2 separate regions of the Sus scrofa genome follow, and region 2 is linked to region 1. The links are chromatin contacts, called in public Hi-C maps. All regions are on one chromosome and are shown on one strand. Each heading gives the region's core, a stretch centred on a gene start, on an enhancer-like site or on the middle of the called end of the contact. The rest is flanking DNA. Distances are from core to core; before and after follow the strand shown.

Region 1 (2,594 bases), core at 28-2,527:
CTTATGAAAGAAATACAAAAGTCGTTTTTCTTTGGTTTCTTTTTTAAGCATATATCCCTATGGAAGTCCTGGTGAGGATCATAAACCTACTTTTGGCTAAATTACTTGTCTTCTGAATTCTCATCTCCTGAATTAATAATCAGCTTTGAATAATTCTTATCTCCAAAGGCAAATCTTCTTAAGGATAAAGGCAAAAACCGTATATGAAGCTTGGGAGTATAAATATGCCAATTTATACCATAGAGTGACTTCAACAGCCTTCAAGAAAAAATCTAAAAGAACATAACATTAACATGTAATAGCAACACTTAGTACTGAAAGCACTAAGTTTCCTTTTCGAGGTTTCCCAAAGTGTGTTCTGTGAAGCACAGGTTCCCCAGGGTTATTCTGCCAGACAAGCAGTGTGTGGGAAAAGTTAAAAACTACCTCTTCCTTCTTGGAGTTTCACGGCACAACAACATATATATCAATTAAAGGCTCTGAGAAGTTCTATAGGAAAGGAATCTGTTCAAACATTGTTTAACCCAGCATTTCCAAATTATTTCCATTTTTTTGCATAAAACTTATTAATATCCACACTGGATAACACTACCCTATTATATGTTACTCTTAGTATGTATTAAAATACAGCACAATAGGCTTGAACTAATTGAACAAAACATCATAGAAACTTCACTCACATCAAGGCCTTTTCCTCACTTATTTCCTGTTACTGCTCTCAGAGAGTTAACTAAAGTTTCATTCTAGTTGAAACTGAAAGTCATTAACAGGGATAAGATTAGGCCAAGTGCTAGGAAACAAAATTAAGAAATGCAATATAGGTCACTTATTTTGACAGGATGCTACAAGATAACATTAAAAAGAAAATTTCATTGAAAATTTGCAAAGGCCTCTAAGTTAAAATTAAATATAAAATGCATCTGTATTGTAGCTTTAATAATAGGATAAGAAAAAACATACGGTTTCAGTAAGAACAGTTTTAAATAAAAGCCTTAGAGTTTCAAGTTTCTGAACATGATCCTATAGCTCTAGAATTCTTTCAGTATAGACCAATTCTATTCAGAATTTAGACATTCATCTACCAGTAAACAATGCTATCTTTAGCTCATTTTGAACACTTCATCCTTGTCTGGTCCTTTCCTTAAGTTACAAATATTCACCACATGAACGTTCTACTGCATGGTGCCTTCCTTTTCGTCTGTTCATCTTAAGGCAGCTCTAAAAAGCAACCAAACTGTTCAGACTCAACAGTGCAATCTGGTGGCCAGTTTAGGAAATTACCTGAACAAAAGCCCCTTCCTTGCCATCTCTTTCCCACAAATGATCCATAAAGCACATGGCGCAGCATCCCTTCCACCCTGCCCCATTTTCTTTTTCCTCTTTTTTATTCCCTTCAAACTCCTACTCAAGCTCTTCAGGAAAAAGTCTCCGTTTTTCTCTCCTAATCCTGCAATCCTTTCAATCTACATGAACTGGAAAAACAATACCGCAGAAACCATCAGGACTGCTCTCCCCAACAAGCAGGAGCATTCCGGCTCTTCTGACAGCCAGGATGAGTCAGCTGGACTGAGGTCCGCTGACATGCAGCTGCAGCAGCTCAGCTGTAGTGGTAATGAACTCAGACCCACCCCAGCTGTCAGCAATTCTATTTTAGGCCACAGAGGCCTCACAGAATGACTGGGGTGCCTCACAGTATCACAAATAAACTAGTTTGTGGTTTGTGAGGCATCTTTAACTCTTCCCTGGTTGTTTTATTATTATTAACCACCAAAACTAACAGCCATAACAGCAATAATTGTGGTTTGGACTCTTCAAAGCACATTCGTAGTTGGTATCTCATTTCCACCTAATTTTTACTGCACAGCTCCATAACAGCCAACTTTGAGGCGTTTAGATGCTAGCTACTATTCTCAAATGCTGCCCTCCACCCAATGGGGAGGAAAAGGAGATGCACTCCCTCTCTGTTCTGGGCGAAGGAACCTAATAGCTGCTCAGAGTCAACAGCCTTGATAAGACTTCTGTACCCTCGGCAGCTCTGGGGCCTCAGGAAGAACTCTACTGGGACTCAAAGCAAAAAGCTCTCTTACACTCAGACTATTCCTTCCACTCCTCAGATCCTGGTAGAGCACAGCACTTCATCAAAATAGCCAAGATTCTTCCTAGACAGGGAGCCAAAAGCAACCCTGGGAAATTCTCTCACCCTCCCAGGATATTCCAACCTACATCAGTCTCAGGAAACGGTCCAGGTACAAAAAGGAAACTGCTGCCATCGGCACCAAGCTGCACAGCCTGATGCATGGAAACCAAGGCTTAAAGCCCCAATGGGACAGTTCAAACAGCACTCTATATACTGTTTCCTAAAGGCACCCAGTACAAAAACAGAGCATGCAAAAGCTGTGCCTCCCCAAATGGCGATGAATGTCCTTGCTCTATGCATGATATAATAAAGCCATTATCAATTAGATGCTATGATTAATACTGGTACCTAGAACTGGAAGATTCAAGGGAACACCTTCCCGCTAAAGGCTTGCCAGACTCCTTCAGGAACATCAGACCACTCTGCTTTGTGAGCTGCCCCTGACCCCCACAGCCAC
Region 2 (2,594 bases), core at 70-2,569, 280 kb after region 1:
TCTGGGGGAGTTAATGGTTACGGGGCAAACCTTGGCCAGTTAGAGACAGGAGATGGCAAGGACAGAGCAGATACACTGCTTGCCCTCCCTCCCCACGTGCAGGGCTCCACGCTGCTTCTTTGGAGAGGTCCTCCCAGCACCTGGCAGGGTTTTCCTACCGAGCTGTGGCTGGCTCAGCACTGCCATCTGGTGTCCAACTTCCTTCACTGCCTCACTCTTTCCCTTTTCTCATTTTTGCTTTGATAGAACAGACCCAGAGCCCAGTAAGTTCCCTTCCAGGCCCCTTTACTTCCTGCTGCTCTATAAAGGACGTGGCTATGGCATGGGACAGGTACCATGTGCCTAAAGACACAATTTTTAAAAAGTCAAGTCTTGATACTTACAAGAATCCATTTCTCTAGCAAGAACATGGACAGACACCTTATGTCTCCTCGGGGCATCCACTGCCAACATTTCCTAGGTGGAAAGAAGAGCAAGGTCACCCTTTCGCTCTACCGCAGAACTTAACTTGGGGTGCTCCCTTACAACGATGAGGAATCAGCTCTCACACAGTCAGAAACAGAAGAGATGCTTCTCTATCTTTTCCCTCAATGACAGTAGTTCATTTAAACTCTACGAAGATTAGGAGGGCAGGCAAGAATTATTCTTAACCCTACCTTACAGACAAGAAAACTGAGCCCAAGGAGATTAAGTGCTCAAGGTCCCAGGGCTAATAAAACCATGGGATTGAAAACCTTGAAAGGTACTCATCAGGGTGGGATGCAGGGCTGCACCTAGTGATAGTGTCTGCAGAGAAAACAGTCTGAGCTTAGTAAAGGGATGACCACACTGTCTGCTCCACCAAGAACCTTCTCAGGTTCCACATCGGGGCACTGCTGTGGTTCCTCATGTACCAAGAGAGAATAAAACTAACATTTCTTGAGTCCTGTCTTGTATCAGCCCCTCTCCTATGTTAGCTCACTTGATTTTCTGTACGCTAAGCATCATGATGATTCCTATTTTAGAAACTCGGACTCTGAAATGCAGAGAGGTACAATGACTTGCTAGAATTGCACAGCTCATAATGGGTGGTGCCAGAAGTAAGGTCTCTCTGTTCTCTCCATTCTACCACGTTGCTTTGAGGGGCTCCCCTAAGTTACTACTAAGAATGCCAGGAGTGGTTGGTTGGCAGAATGATGCTGTCAGGAAGTACGTCTCCACCCCTTCCTTAATGCTGGACCTGCATCTGTCTTTTCCAAAGGGAAAACTTAGGTTGTGATGTAGCTTCCCCTGATGGGTCAGCCAGAACTAATGTTTTATATCCTCAGAGGAAGAGATCATCAACACAGCCAAAGTGACTCACAGTTATTTATGGAACAGTTATTATAAGCCTGGTCCTGTGCAGCTGCAATGGCCGCCCTGCTGAGGTTGCACACAAACTTGACCATGGCTCCTGCCAGCTGGCAGAAGCACCTCTCTCAGGAGCTCAGCCCAGGTTTGTTTCCAGTAACAGTCCCTCATCTGAGAGTTTCTTACTGATTAGAGTAAAAAGTTTGCTTCTAAAGATCTAAGCCTGGTCGTTCTGCAGAGGATCTGGGAAGAAATGTAATTGGTAGACCATGAAAATTACCCTTTTTCTCTATGAAAGGATAAGCAACTCCAAGTCAAGGACTATTCCCTTTTCCTCACTCTCCCACATAGCACCAAGAGTGGTGAATTCGATCTCATCAGCCTTCACTGTACAACTAATTTCACAAAATCATCCTAATGAGAACTGCAAGTACCGACTCTGGCAGTTACAACACAGCCCTGAAAAAATGACAATGGGAAGCAGGTGCTACCCCTCCCAGGGATGTTAGCACAAAGCAGGACTGAGTTCTTGACAAAAAACCTAGTATCTAATAAGTCAGATATGAACCAGGAGACATGGCTAAGAACACAAGATGGGGTATAATTCTAAGGCACTATGGTAATTACAGAGTTTAATTTTGCATCATGTCCTATAAAGTAGGCATAAAAGTATTTTACACAAATACATCACAAAGGAGATACGTAACAATTTAGGTACAACTCCATTGCAGCATAACTTTTTAATTTCTGCCCTTAGTATGCTTATTACACTTTACATGTCCACTTAAAAAATTTTTTTACTCTTCCTCTAAGAATTGTTACAGGTGGGGAAAATTTAGATAGTATAGACCTCTAAAAGCTGCACTGGGAAAACTTTAATGGTCGTGCCTCTCTTTTCTCTTGACAGACTTTCGCACTGAGCATAGGAAATTTAAAACTCACAAGATCTCCAGTTTGGGATTAGCAGATGCAAACTACTATATATAAAATAGATAAACAACAAAGTTGTTTCCCTACTATACAGCACAGGGAACTATATTCAATCTCTTCTAATAACCTACATGGAAAAAATATGAAAAAGAATATATATGAATAACTGAATCACTTTGCTGTATACCTGAAATTAATACAACATTGTAAATCAACTATATTTCTTTTTTTTTTTTTTTTGTCTTTTGTTTTTTTAAGGCCACACCCGTGGCATATGGAGATTCTCAGGCTAGGGGTCGAATCAGAGCTACAGTTGCCAGCTTACGCCACGGCCA

Evidence for each region. Hi-C and Micro-C count contacts between places; a contact is called where the count stands out from the background.
Region 2: a Hi-C map of skeletal muscle shows a contact between it and region 1, with 4 times the contacts expected there. The contact joins two enhancer-like sites. A contact is called at or near these places in 7 of 47 Hi-C or Micro-C datasets (embryonic fibroblasts, fetal heart ventricle, heart right ventricle and 3 more) and 1 of 2 datasets of contacts at active chromatin or transcription factors (skeletal muscle).

What each region holds. Positions count from the first base shown.
Region 1 is chr14:103,718,159-103,720,752 of Sscrofa11.1, forward strand. The region is part of intron 9 of CPEB3 (cytoplasmic polyadenylation element-binding protein 3); the gene reads right to left. Among named protein-coding and RNA genes, the nearest start is that of CPEB3, 150 kb to the right of the region's middle. Within about 2 kb of position 1,278, at least 16 of the 83 cell types and tissues checked have an H3K27ac peak or open chromatin away from gene starts, as enhancers often do. A contact at or near this core is called in skeletal muscle, where this site is marked.
Region 2 is chr14:103,997,217-103,999,810 of Sscrofa11.1, forward strand. It overlaps IDE (insulin-degrading enzyme), which reads right to left. Exons shown (of 25, transcript XM_001925381.7): 23 at 384-456. Among named protein-coding and RNA genes, the nearest start is that of IDE, 110 kb to the right of the region's middle. Within about 2 kb of position 1,320, at least 11 of the 83 cell types and tissues checked have an H3K27ac peak or open chromatin away from gene starts, as enhancers often do. A contact at or near this core is called in skeletal muscle, where this site is marked.